Regions from separate parts of the Mus musculus genome. Here all the other regions are linked to region 4. Evidence: chromatin contacts called from public promoter capture Hi-C data. All regions are on one chromosome and are shown on one strand. Each heading gives the region's core, a stretch centred on a gene start, on an enhancer-like site or on the middle of the called end of the contact. The rest is flanking DNA. Distances are from core to core; before and after follow the strand shown.

What was found. Promoter capture Hi-C pulls out the DNA fragments that hold promoters and counts their contacts. Capture Hi-C pulls out chosen DNA fragments and counts their contacts.
Region 1: a contact with region 4 is called in a promoter capture Hi-C map of adipose tissue, with 5 times the contacts expected there. The contact joins the promoter of Ndufb2 here to the promoter of D630045J12Rik in region 4. A contact is called at or near these places in 2 of 9 other capture datasets (adipose tissue and liver).
Region 2: a promoter capture Hi-C map of pre-B cells shows a contact between it and region 4, with 2.8 times the contacts expected there. The contact joins the promoter of Mrps33 here to the promoter of D630045J12Rik in region 4. A contact is called at or near these places in 1 of 39 promoter capture datasets (pre-B cells) and 2 of 9 other capture datasets (adipose tissue and liver).
Region 3: a promoter capture Hi-C map of liver shows a contact between it and region 4, with 2.6 times the contacts expected there. The contact joins the promoter of Mkrn1 here to the promoter of D630045J12Rik in region 4. A contact is called at or near these places in 2 of 39 promoter capture datasets (both in liver).
Region 5: a contact with region 4 is called in a promoter capture Hi-C map of liver, with 2.1 times the contacts expected there. The contact joins the promoter of Adck2 here to the promoter of D630045J12Rik in region 4. A contact is called at or near these places in 2 of 39 promoter capture datasets (liver and pre-B cells).

The regions. Positions count from the first base shown.
Region 1 is chr6:39,591,171-39,593,870 of GRCm38.p6, forward strand. Ndufb2 (NADH:ubiquinone oxidoreductase subunit B2) reads left to right here and starts at 1,395. Exons shown (of 4, transcript NM_001358797.1): 1 at 1,395-1,542. The coding sequence starts at 1,445.
Region 2 is chr6:39,809,527-39,812,226 of GRCm38.p6, forward strand. Mrps33 (mitochondrial ribosomal protein S33) reads right to left here and starts at 1,410. Exons shown (of 3, transcript NM_010270.2): 1 at 1,338-1,410.
Region 3 is chr6:39,418,935-39,421,634 of GRCm38.p6, forward strand. Mkrn1 (makorin, ring finger protein, 1) reads right to left here and starts at 1,435. Exons shown (of 8, transcript NM_018810.2): 1 at 1,165-1,435. The coding sequence starts at 1,349. Gm10244 (predicted gene 10244) reads left to right here and starts at 1,444. Exons shown (of 2, transcript NR_152168.1): 1 at 1,444-1,718; 2 at 1,806-2,360.
Region 4 is chr6:38,252,888-38,255,587 of GRCm38.p6, forward strand. It overlaps D630045J12Rik (RIKEN cDNA D630045J12 gene), which reads right to left and starts at 1,252. Exons shown (of 20, transcript NM_194061.3): 1 at 981-1,252. The coding sequence starts at 1,122.
Region 5 is chr6:39,572,538-39,575,237 of GRCm38.p6, forward strand. Adck2 (aarF domain containing kinase 2) reads left to right here and starts at 1,339. Exons shown (of 8, transcript NM_178873.3): 1 at 1,339-2,669. The coding sequence starts at 1,764.

The DNA.
Region 1 (2,700 bases), core at 145-2,644, 1.3 Mb after region 4:
ACCTTGTTGGAATCAATATTCTTGGTATCACACACACCCCTACCCACTAGATCATAGCGAAAGTAATCCTGCAAAGCAACATATTATTATTATTATTATTAATTTTTCTTTTGGTAAAATGTGCCATAACTTACAGTGGCCTTGCAAGCACACTAGGGCGGGAAGTTCAGTTGTTATTCTAATACAGGTGATGACTGTGTCTCATCCTATTGGTAGAGTGCGACCTCAGACTCTGCCATGGTTGGATAGTTCCTAATAGATGCAAAGGAAGGAGGGAAGGAAGGGGTCCATAGCTCTTGTCGTCAGAATGGAAGGCCTTTGTGTAAACAGGTTTTCCAGATGATTAAAATACTTGAATAATTTTACAAGGTGGAGATTATTAGAGTATTGACTGTTGGTGTGCTAGCTACTGTTTATAGAAAAAAGTCCGTTTCTCACAACCTCTTGGGGTTAGGAGTAGTCTTAGGTTTGGAGTCTATCCAGATTTCAACAGAGGCAATACTGAGAGAAAAAAGCAGGCCGAGGAAGGCGGACTATTTTAATAGCCAGTGGAGCCTTTGTTTCTTGAAGGAAATCTGAAGTGAGTGAAAAAATTAGTTTTTCTGGAAAGATGACAGTAGGCTATCCTATAGACCTAGTAACTCGGAACAGATATGTATGTCTTGTTTTATGAGGATGAGCTTGAAAATTCATATTCCCTCCCCACTAATGGCCGGAGACTGAGCGCATCTGCGCGTCTACGTGCATCTATTTGTGTTACAGCTCCCACTGCGAGTACATTTCTACGGCTGAAGTCAGGTCTCGATTTGTTGCCATCTTGGTGTTGCATCTTAACTGGACTGCCCTCATGTCCTTATTTTTCTGCTTGCTTATTACATTAATAACAAGAGGAAATGCCAAAAAACCTCGAATTGGCTAAGGCTCGAGGCGTTAGGAACTTTCCCCCATGTTCCTGGCCGACTTATTCCGAGTGTGCCGGGTTGGGTTCCTCAGGTGATTCCCGTGCCACCAGTCCAGGTTCTGAAATTTAACACCCTGGCTGATTAGTCATTCAGAACAATGCTGAAACAACGATGCTATAAAATAAACATTGCGATGTTATAAAATAAACATTGCGTGGTTCAGAAAGGGCTTAGGCCTTTAACAAGGGCCCACAGTGGCAAGAACATGCATGAAAGCACCGTCTATATGAGCCAAAGCAGGGAGCAGCAGTAAGGTCAGCCAAGAGCACCTTGCCAGGCTGTGCCACGAGGCAGCCAGGGCTCCTCCTGAAGGACGACCTATCTGCCCGTTAACCTGGAGCCTCTAAGGTCCGCCAATGGCTTGAACTTGTCCCCTGTGGCCTACCATCAGCCCGGGTAGAGACGCAGTGCGACGCAGTGACGTCACGGGCCGGGACTCGGGGAAGTGACGCATCAGGGGTGGGAACTGCAGTCTTGCTAGTATGTCTGCGCTCACCCGTCTGGTACCTTTCGGCCGCGTCGGAGGCCGCCTGCTCCGGGGCTGCCGCGCGCGGGCGGCTGGAGACAGTGGAGTCCGTCAGTGAGTGTCGGGCGGGGGCGAGGGTTCGGCCGGCTTGAACAGGCAGCGCTGCCATCCGGACGCTGTCACCTTGAAGCAGTCGCCCGGGAGGGTGCGTGAAACTCCGCTGCCGCCCGAGGCATGCTGGGTCTTGTAGTTTTGCCTGGACCGAGACTGGCCTTTTAGTCGGCTTGGTGGGCTAGAGGTGAAGGGATGGCGCAGGGTTGCGGGAGAGAGGCGTTAACTAAGACCCGAGTGATAAGAATCCAGTCCCGCACAGTCTCCCGGACTGAGCCTTCCAAGCAGCTGGCTAGTGGAGGTCCCGAGCGCATGGAGACGGGTGGAGATGGGCTCAGAGACAAGACGGGTCCAGGCAGGGCAGACACGGAGACCTTGAGTCAGTAAGGTAGTATAGTCTGTTCTTTTCACCATTAGGTACATTTTTACGATTAAAATTTGGCACTTTTTTTGAGCCTCACTGTGTAGCCTCGACTGACCTGGAACTCATTAGTGATCCTCCTGTCTCTGCTTTCGGAGTGCTGGGATTAAAGGCGTGCGCCCCCAAGTCAGTGTTTAGATTTGGCACTTTAAATCCTAGATTGGATGCTGTGTCTTACTCATTTTGCCTTCTCTCCACCCGAGATTTGTAATACTTATAGCTTTATTTTGTTGTATTGATCTGTCTCTCAGTCTCTGTCTGTCTCTGTCTCTCTGTCTCTGTCTCTCTCTCGCTCGCATATAACCTGGCAGGTTTTGTCCACCGAGATTTCTTTTAAGATCTTCATACCGTTTTGGGGATGCTTCCCGTCCAGTTTCACTACTTAGCTTGGATTTCCCTTACCTCCAACGGGGGAAGAAGGGTTCCACTATTCATCTAAGTTCCCAGCCCTTGGTTTGGGTTTTTGGGCCACAAAAGGTCCAACCCAGCAATAGTTCAGGTGGAAACTTACCTGAAGTTTGGCTTCTGGTAACTAAGTTTCAGTTTCCTTCTCGTTGATTTATTATTACTTTTCGCCCTTTCATTATGGGGCTACAGCTTGATTCAGGAGTCTAATGATAGACCACTTGTCTTGGGTCTCTGAGTCGTCAGAGTGGGATCCCTGTGAATGCCAGCTTCAGTACTGGCTTCCCAGGCATTTGTGCTCAGTTACTGATACTTTTTTTTTTTTTTTTAAGATT
Region 2 (2,700 bases), core at 160-2,659, 1.6 Mb after region 4:
TAACCTTTTAAATTATATAACATTAAGTCAAATGATTTACATGCCAATTAGATTTCAATTCACATAAAATTATCCTAGGAGTTACACAATAGGGTAAAAATTAAAAACAAACAAACAAAAGTTATTTGTGGGTGGGTCTGTGTGACTATGTTCCCAGGGAGGCAAGATGGAGAGGGTTCCCCTAGACCAGTAGTTCTCAATCTTCCTAATGCGGCGTTCCTTTAATACAGTTCCTTATGTCGTGCTGACCCCTCTACCATAAAATTATTTCATTTCTACTTCATAACTGCAGTTCTGCTATTGTTATGAATTTATGAATTGTAATGTAAATATCTGATATGCAGGATATCTGATATGTGACTCACAGGTTGAGAACCTCTGCCCTATAATGGTGTTATACGTGGTTGTGAGTTATCTGACTAGAAACTCAACCTGGATCCTGCAAGAGCAATATGCTCTATTAACTACTGAGCCATCTCTTCAGCCTCACAAATTAGTTCCTTTGAAATATCATGTTTCTTTAAATGTGAATGAAAGAAAAATACAGGTGAAAATAACCGTTGAAAATGAGAAGCAAAACCAAATTACTTAAATATGTCAAGCAAAACACATAAAGCCCACATCTGAAAATTCAGAACTCTTTTTTCCCCTTTTGGCATAAAAAGATAAGTTTATCTTTCTCATGGATCTATTTATTTAAAATGCTTGCAGGTACACTTGTGTGGGTATAAGTGTAGGTCAATTATCAACATCAGGAGTACAATTTACCTTATTATTTGAGTTTCGACTGACAAGGAAAGCTGAAGGCATAGTGCCTGCCTAATCACGACCCAAGGAATGCATACGAGTTGTTACTGAGAAGCAACGTGCTCAGAGCATTTAAAAACTGGTACCAATTATTTTACTGGGTCACAGGGCATGAACCCCTCCGAACAGATAACTTTATTTTTTTTTTTTTGTTCAGCATGCACAACTCATACTCTCCGCTGTCTGATTCGCGCACTCCTCCGGCGCTGGAAGCTGTAGTAGAGTCATTCATTTTCCCAAGCATCATCTAAACTGCATTTTAAATAACAATCAACAAATATCGCCGGCGCATCCCACACAAAACTGAGTGCGAGGGCGGGCTCACTAGGAGAAAGGAAGTGCGTTTTTGGTTTGTTCAGTTCCCCACAGGATAAGGGGAAAGCCTCGGGTGTTTGTGGGGTACACGTGGAAGCTCCAGGAAGGCCCCTAACTGACTCGACTGGATCTGGCAATTCCACCAGGTTAGGGACCCGGGTCCGCCCGCACCGCCGCCGCCCTCTGCTGTGACCCCAGCGCTCCGCTTGCCTTACCTGCTCCTGACCTCGCGCACGCGCGTCCCCGGAAGGCCCGCCCCCCTTTACTTGCTTCCCAGCTCCAGAGAGCAGGAGAGAGGCGGAAGCTTGATGGCTAGAGCGGAGTCGGCGGACAACCCGGAACTACTCTCACTCCCTGGGGGCGGGACCTCGGGCGACACCTAGCGGCCGCGCTCGCTCTGAGCCCAGGGCCTCCGCCCGCGAGGAAAGCCGGGTTGTGTGGGTGTGGTTCTGAGAGTGGGGGAGCCTTGGCTATCCAGGAAGGTTCTAGAGGGACCACACGCATCATTTTGTCGAGAATAGCCAGAGCTGAGTCCCTCCTCGCTGAAGCTCCTTGCTCTGTGATAATAGAATGAAATGCAGTATTTTTCCTTTGTCTTCACGTTTCATTTTTCTTTTCATTAGAGCTTATGCTCTTTGCGTTCCAAAGATACTTGATGCTAGCTCAGAGTCTTTCTGACCGTGTTGGGTTCCTATCAATCAAGGAGTTGAGCTGTGGTTCTCTTTTCGGGGTACAGGGATAGAACTCTTGGATAGGAGATAGACAGGAGCAGTAACACAGAGAAATTGTGTTTTGGAAGATAGCCTAAGTTCTGCTTCTCTTTGTACATTTGGATAAGCTAGTGTAAAACTCTGTCCCCAGCCTTTTTCTTTTCTTTTCTTTTTTTGTTTTGTTTTGTTTGTTGAGACAGGGTTTCTCTATGTAGCATTGGCTGTCTTGGAACTCACCGTGTAGACCAGGCTGGCCTCAAACTCAGAGACCCATCTGCCTCTGCCTCCTGAGTGCTGGGATTAAAGGTACACACCTGGGCCGTCAATCCCAGACTCAAACTTTTATGATAAACTCTCAATTGTTTTTTAAAAGCAAGATGTCTTAATTGTGGAGCAAGAAAATATCGTAACGGACAGTATGAGATCAATCATGAGATCTTGAGCAATCTCAAAAGAAATCAGATATGTGGGCCAAGAAAACTGCAGCTTTATCTGCGCAGCTGTGTCAGCTGCGGGTCAGAGTGCCCTTTACCGTTGACTGTCCTTGGGAATGAAGATAGGTTGCTCATACCGCATCAACAACTAAGGTACCGGGGTATTTGCCTACGTGTGCACCAGTGAAGGGTCAGCATCCTGCAGAGACCATGACTTCATTACGATATTATTTTCATTGTGGGCTTGGCCAGGATAAGCTTTTCTAGAGGATCCTGAGAAGAAATATCCTTCAAAAGTGATCTGACCCACCGTGACTTAGGAAAGAAAAAGGCTCGCCCTACTCTATCACTATGACACCCACTTTATAAATGTAAGAATTAAAAAAAAAATACGACGGGGAATCTACTGTGCTCTTGCCCTTCTCTTTGGAACA
Region 3 (2,700 bases), core at 185-2,684, 1.2 Mb after region 4:
CAGGCTGCAAAGCTGGACCTTGCCTCAAAAAAAAAAAAAAAAGAACAGACTGAGGGGAAAGCTTTAATCTGACGTTATTAAATGTGTTACAGGAAAGACTGGAAGATTCTTCAGTTTGGGAGTTAATATCAACACCGAGTTGTTCATTAGGAATTGCCTTTAGCATTTGCGGTTAATAAACTGTCCTTGCCGGGTTTAAAGTGGCATTTCCTTTTAATTTTCTTAGCCGATAGAAAAGCGTATATAGTCCTTCCTGGTAGTTAAAATCTATATACTCGGGCGTGGTATCATCTCACCCCTGCACTCCCGCACTAGAGAGGCAAAAACAAGAGGATTGCCGAAAATTCTAGGGCAGTCAGACTATATAGGTCAACCGGGGCCACACAGTAGGACTGTCTCAATAAGCCCCCTCCCATCGTTAATACAAACAATCCTTCCTCCAACGTTTATAGCTGGGGAATTATTTTTTAACATACGTACTGTATAACTGTCACCTGATCATACATTTTCCCAATAATTTCGTCTCGCTTACCAAACAAGAACCAAACCTCTCTGGTCGGATCTCCTTTCTCGCAAAGAAGAACGCCTCTCAAAGGGACAGTAATAATAATGGCAGTTCATAAAACCAAGGGTGGAAGAGCCTAACGCCGGCTCCGAACGCTCGGTTCGGAGACAAAGCTCGGAACCGCCGACCACCGACTTACATACAAAGGCATACAAAAGCGGCTGCTCCCGGCGGGGCGGGGGTGAGCGGCGCAGAGAGCAGAAAAGACGTTACAAACGGATAGCCCGGCTCGGAGCCCCGGGGCCGGCCGAGCTCGCCGGGACCCTTGGAGGGTCTCAGGGCGCACCGAGGGTCGTTAGAGCCCGATTCGCATCGGCGAGCTCGCGCCGCATCCCCGAACCTGTAGCGATGGAGGCCAGGGCGGGGACACCGGTCCTCTCCGCACGCACCGGGGCGCCGCTGAGCGAGGCGAGGTGACGGGACCGCCCTGCAGTCCGAGCCCGCAGTCTGAAACCCGCAGCGATGCCGCGGCCAACCTCTGCGGAGGCTGACGCAGCGATGCTGTACGGACAGCCGCAGCGGGGACCCCGCGACGCCCGCCTCCGCCTCTTGCTCGGCCCCGCAGCCCCCGCCCTCCGCCGCGCCACGCAACGTCCTACCTGCAGGTGACCTGTTTCGTCCAGCCGCCGCCGCTGCCGTCGCTGCCGCCGCCCCCTCCTCCCGCCCCCGGGGACGGGGCAGCGACTGTGGGGATAGAGGTGAGGGAGGCCGCTGCCACCGCCGCCGCTGCCGCTCCTGCTCCTGATGTTGTGGCTGTTGTTCCGGGAGCCGCAGCCTCCGCCATTACTGTTTATCCCACACAGCAATGGCCCCGGAACTTCCGGGATCACATAGTTCCGGTCCGGCTGAGAAGGAGAAGACAGCGAAGGGAGGGGAGGGGAGGGAGGCTGAGGAGCCCGAGAGCTCTGCGCCAGTCCCGCGCCGTGTCACCGCGTCTCCGAGCGCTCAGGTCTCAGGAACTGCGGGCTCCGCAGGGCACCCGCGGCCCTCCTCCGGCGACGCTGATTGGTGATGGCTTAGGCTCCGCCCTAAAGGGGCGTGATCACACGCTTAGCCAGGTGTGCTAGGATGGTCCTGGTCCTAGCCATCCTAGCCATCAAAGGACCACATGCAAGGACCAACTTCTGCCTATGGCTGGTGGCGCACGTACAAGGTGGGGGAAGGCCTGGGGCTGTGTCTGCTCTTTATCTAGAGTGAGATCCCAACCTATTGTGTTGGGATCTGTTTCTTTCTCTCACAGGAACTGTCAGAATCCCTGCTGATGGAAGTGCCCAGGTGGGCCTGGCGGCAGACATCTTGGAATCCCACCAATGTGAAGACTTGAGTATCACAATGGCTGCAAGTTCGAGACCAGCCCAAGCTAAATAGATCCTGTCAAAGTAATAACAGTAATGTTGTAAATGAATTATGTGTGGTAGCCTGTTTGTAATACCAGCTCTTGGGAAGCTAAAGGAAAAAAGTGTTTGGTTTTATACCTGACCAGGAACTGAGGTGCATATTTTACATATCAAAGCAGACTTGACCTCCGGACTTCCCTAGCGTCCTTTTAGTCCCTATCTGGCATTCCCTGCCCCCAACCTTGAACTTTCCAGCCCAGGAGCTAGGCTGCCCTTCACCCCAGAGGCTCCTCCCTATATTTCTAGACATTTTCTCTGTCTCCTCTCTGCCTGCATGCCCTTTCTTTTTTTCTCTCTCCCTTCCTTATCCCATCCTTACCCCCGTGGCGACTCCTGAGGCCAGTGAACTAGCCTGCCTGAGAGAGCTTCCCAATAAACCTGCCTTTAATAGACTCGAATCTAGTGTGAATTGGCTCATTTCACCAACATCAGAGAAATAACCTATCAAAAAGGGTCACAGGCTTGAGGCCAGCCTGGGCTACACTGCAAGAATCTGTCAGTAAGCAGACAGCCTTCAAGGACATGCTCCCAAGTACTGGCTCCCAGCTAACTATGCCCATTCCCCTAGAGTTTCCACCATCAGGTTATATGAATCCACTGATGAGGGCAGTGCCAATCATTTCTCCAAAACTGTGTCTAAGCATAAATCACTGGAGTCCAAGACACATCACATGAACTTCTGAGGAACATTTTAGATCCAAAGTTCTCTCTCCCTCCTCAATAAAGTAAACCTGGCTG
Region 4 (2,700 bases), core at 2-2,501:
TCTGTCTCTCCTGAGCAGTGAGAAGAAGCTCTCCACCTAAACTGCTCCTTTCTCCTTTCCTTTCCTACCCACAAAGCAACCAAGCACGTGTGGGCTGGGGCAATCACAGGATGCACTGTGTCACCTCAGAGATGGTCTCCAGTCCAGTGCAGTGCGTGCTCAGGATGGATAAATAAACATTTCGGGGAAGCAACATGAATTAAACCATTTCCTCAACAAACAAAACCCACCCACACGCCTCATAAATCATGTCTCTTAATCCCATGCTGATGAACAGTCACTAAATTGCATCTATTATAAAAACCAACCATGACTCCTTTCATGCCCTGACACTTCAGACTCAAAATATTTTCACACTCCATTGTAATGCCTTTGTGGAGGTAATACCAATAGCTAGTTCCCTGGAAAGATCCATGGCCAGGGCGCTTTCCAAGAGATTTTTTTCTTTGAATGTTCTTTGTGTCCTGGCGCACTGGGGGACACAGCCAGCTTGCTTGCATCTGGGGTAACACTGGGTGTTCACGGCAATGCACAACTGCTCTTCTGCACACACCAGATGCATCCCTTTGCCCCAACAATAAAAGTATCCCAAAACATTCGCTACGCCACATTCACACAACCGTGCACAAACACAATTCCAGTGCCTGCATTTTGCAAAGGGGAAAAAGAAAATAGGCATCTTCGGAGCAGAAACCACCAAACCCGCCTCGGGCAACATGGTTCACGGAAGACTAGGTTGCAGACCTTTTAGCAAGACCGGTCAGAAACCGCTCGCTCTTTTTTCCTTTGGATTTATTCCTCTCCTCCATGCCTTTATTTGCAGGGCCCAGGAAGAATAGGAAAGCATCTCCAGCAAGGAGGGCGAGGGAGCGGTGAAGAATAAAAGAGGATGGGCGGGTGGGGAAGCCAGGGGGTGACGAGCGCGGCAGAGAAGGCGGCCAGGGTGGCGGCCGCGTCCCGGGGGGCTCCGCGAGGCTTACCTGGGGCGCACGAGGCCGGCCCGGCGAGCAGCAGCAGCCAGAGGCCGGGGAGCAGCAGCCCCGGGCGGCGGTGGCGGGAGGAAGGCCCGCGGCCGCACCGCTCCGGCACCAGTGCAACCCTGGCGCGGGGCTCCCGCTCCATGGCCACGCGTCGGCTCCCCGACACCCCGGCCTCCGGGCGTGGGCGCGCTCAGGCCCGGGACGCCGGCGTCCGCTGCGGCGGAGACTGGGCGCCTAGCACCGGCGCGCAGCGAGGCCGGCGAGGCGGGGGCGGGCCGGGCCGGATCCGCGGACTGGGGCCGCTGCACGCCGGCCGCGCCGCTCCGCCCCCTCCCGAGCCTCGCAGCCGCTGCCGGGCAACGCACGGCCCCGCGCGGGGAGGCGAGCACCACCTCCCGGCCGGCCCGGCGCCTGCCTGCGGGCGGCCCGGCGGAGGGCGAGGCGGGACCCGGTCCCCGCCCTCCCACAGGACCCGCCTCTCAGGAGGGCGCCCGGGACGGCGCCGCCCCGCACCCGCACCCCCGGGGCCCTAGAGGAACGGTCGCAAACCGGGTGATTCCGGAGCACGCTCCTCCCGAGCCGCCCACGCGGGGCGGGCAGCAGGTGTGTGTGCGGGGCGGCCGTGGTCCCTGGCAGACCCCGGGCTGCTGAGCGGACAAAGCCGAGAGAAGTCGGCTCTCTTTCCCAGAGCCCGCGCGCTGGAAAAGAATGGGGAGGAGGCACACAGGGCTCAGCCCATCCTTTGCCTTTCCAGAGCTGTGCCACCTTGTTGGCAAAGGTGGGCCTTTGGTAAGACCTAGGCCTACTGCCCTGAGCTTAGTGAGTCTTCAGAAAGGGGCTACTGAAGCTGAATCAAAGTGGACAGACACAAACACACAGATCCAGGCCTTATTTTTTAAAAAAGAAAGTAGCACCAATATATGATGAAAAAGACCTTGTTGGGGGTTAGTTTCCTGGGGAAATGGGGGTGTGGATGGGAGTTAGCATGTGTCTCTGTGCTAAGAGCCAAGTGCATTAACTCTGAAGGCCGAATAAGGTTGGAAGGTCCTAGAACACACTACAATTTTGGACAGTTGTATTTCAGAGGTTGCACCAGCCGTGGTCTGCAAGCCGTGCATAAGAGAAGTATCTTGTTGAGTGAGAAACTATGACAGACAGTGGGAAATGTCAGCCATCCAGACTGGCCAAGGATCAAGGTTGCTCTTCAGTGAGGTAGGCAAAAGACCCAGAAAGATGCTACCCAGTTTTGCTGGGCAAACTCATCTATCTAGGCAAAGAATCAGAAGTTCCTGTTCTGAAAAAAAAAAAAAAATAGGCACCTGTTAAATTTCAGGGAAGATGAGAATCTAGGTTATAAGCTTTTGTTGATGACCCTAATTTTTGCGTTCCATTGTGTCACTTGTCATAAGCAACCCCCATACATTGCTCTCCTGCTCCCCCAGACATATACATTCTTGGAGTTGTCTCCAGCATACCCAAGTAGAGAGTTTGCTTGTCTGAGCATGTTTGCACCCTGACCACAATAGCCCTAGGTATGGCTCCCCTCTCCTCGCTTTTCTCTGAATTACTCACCTGGCCACGGGGCACAGCCTGGAGCAGCTCTTGACATTTAGTCCTATTGTGTTGTTATTTTTTATGAACTTGTTAGTCCACACATACACACACACTAAGTTAAAATGACGTTCTAACATGTTATCGCCCCACACAGGATCCCCCACGG
Region 5 (2,700 bases), core at 89-2,588, 1.3 Mb after region 4:
CCTTCCCTCCTTCCCTCCTTCCTTACCTCCCCCTTCCTTCCTTCCTTCCTTCCTTCCTTCCTTCCTTCCTTCCTTCCTTCCTTCTTTCCTTCCTTCCTTCTTTCCTACTGGAATTGAAAGTGAGGGCACCGTGCCTGACACCTGACCACATTTCAAAGCAGTGTAAGGCATCATGTCTGCCTTGGGAAACCCAAAGGGTGTACCCCATCTTTTAGAGTTAGGAACTGGACTGTTATTGACCATACAGGAAGAGCCATTGGCCACTCCACTATTCCTGACTGTTAGTGGCCCTGATCTTACCTTTGGAGAAATTACTATATCTTCTGAGCCTTCTGGATGGCCAGGGGGTGTGTGTCTTGAGGTTGAATGACATGTCCAGTGATAGGAACCCTGGCCTTGTCCTTGTTTCTCTTTTTCTATAATCCTTTTCACCTGGGATGTCTTTAAATCTACCCTTGGTCAGACTTTTGTGCAAATTTCTTTCCACACAGGGACAAAAGCTGTTGATAGGTAGTAGGGACTGTGGTGCCCCAGGGCAGGCAGCTTTTTAAGTTCCAGAGCGCTGAGAAGAAATTGCAAGCCCTTTCCCTGGCTATGTAGGCTCAGTTCCCATGCTCTATCACCTACACACACACACACACACACACACACACACACACACCCCTCAGAACATCAAAAGTCTTTCCTACTTTGGAACTTTTATTTGGCTCCTCTCCCAACACCCTTTTTTTCTTCTCCAAAGTAGCCCAGCCTATGATTCAACCAGCTCCTCACTGCTTCTGTGGCCCTTGCTACATTTTTATTTCTATGACATTTATTTTGTATGTGGGGGACACGACTTAAAAGGAATTGGTGACATCCTTCCTTCATGTAGGTTCCACGGATCGAACTCATTTATTTCGTTGGGCTTGACATAAAATAATATCGTTACCTATCTAGTTTAGTATATATTCTTGTGACTCAACAAATATTAAATTAAATTCAAGAAAGACCTGATTTGGCTCAATAAGTCTTAGTTAAGTGTATAAGCCATTCCCTAAGGTCTAAACACCGCCGCTAAGTCAGCGTAGCCTGAGACTCAAGAACTCAGCAGCTGAAAAATCTGTCCTTCCTTTGGACCCACTTGTAATATTCAGTGTAGTTTAATATTTCTAGGATTTAAGCTACGAGGCTGTGAAGAGGAAAGGCAGACGCGGAAAAGAGGGCTACAGAGCTCGCGTCTGCGTTTTTTCTCTAAATCATCACAGGAACTCGATGTGCCCAGGCGCTTTTGCCCTAGTTCGCGCCGTGGCCCCTTTAAGGAGCATGTCGTGGGCAGAGAGGGCGGAACCAGGTACCGGAAGCTGGGAGCAGCGCTGGCCCGGACGCTTAGTGCTCTCTCTCTCTGCCTGGTTGTCACTGCCCGCTCTGTGCAGGTCCCGAGCCATCGGCTCGGCATCTCCGCCGCCCCCCGGGAGCCTGGCCCGTGAGCCCGCCGGAGCGCGCCTCTCAGGTCTTCCCGCGGCCCTCTGAGGCTTCGTCGTTCTCTCTAGGCCGCGGGTCCGCATCTCCGTCCCTGGCGCTCGGCGACTCCCTGCACTCTGAGCTCTGGCGCTGGACAGCTTGTCACCCGTGGTCCCCGGCTCAGGTCCCCGTTATCCCTCCCCTCCTGGGCTGCGCTAGGGGGCGCGGTCCGACTCATCCCCGCTTCGGCACGGAGCGTCTCCACAATGGCTTCCCTTTAGGTAGAGAACAAGCAGTCTAGGCCAAGGGGTCTAGAGAGGATGGTGACCCCCTGGCGTTTGTCTGTCAGGGTCTGCTTGTCACACTTAAGATGCTTTGAGTTCAGAAAGGAACTTGGGCATTCCAGACCCCTGGGATGCTCTCGCAATGCCAGACTATGTTGGTTTCTGCTAGGTACTTTGCCCAAATTAATCTCAGCCCATGGCAGTGTTGGAGAGGGGGCGCCTGGCAGCTTGTGCCAGAGAAAGACTCACTGGAGTGACCTGGCGGAAAATGGACTAGTGGAGAAGGTGGCCCAAGAAGGGCCTCTGGCCCGCGTCTTACTGTGTCTCCGCCTAGGGCTCCGCGCTGGTGTGCTCTTGGCGAAATTCTTCCCCCTCCTCTTCTTGTACCCTCTCACCTACTTGGCCCCTGGCCTCTCCACCCTCTGGCTCCATCTGCTTTTCAAAGCTACAGAGACCTCAGGCCCAACATATATCAAATTGGGCCAATGGGCCAGCACCCGGCGCGACCTCTTTTCAGAGGCTTTCTGTACCCAGTTCTCCAAGCTGCATGTCCAGGTGACCCCCCACCCTTGGGCAAGGACGGAATACTTACTCCAGCAGGCATTTGGGGAGGATTGGGGCAGCCTCCTCTTTTTCGAGACCCGGGAACCTGTAGGTTCAGGTTGTGTGGCCCAAGTGTACAAAGCGTTCGCTAGTATTTCCTTGTTGGAGGAAGACAGGATCTGGAGACTTGGGGAGCTCTCTGCCCCAGGAACCAGGGCCGTGGTGATGCAGAGAGAGCCCTTTATGAAAGACCGGAAGCCTTCAGAAAACCTTGCCGACGAAGCATTTCTAGAAAAACTGCTTCTTCCTAAAGCTGACCTTGGTGGGTCAGAAGTGGGTGTGTCTCAGGCTCCCTGGCATCTGCCTAAGTCAGATCACCTCATCCCAGTGGCAGTGAAAGTAAGTGCTCTCAGACCTTGCCTAGCACTTT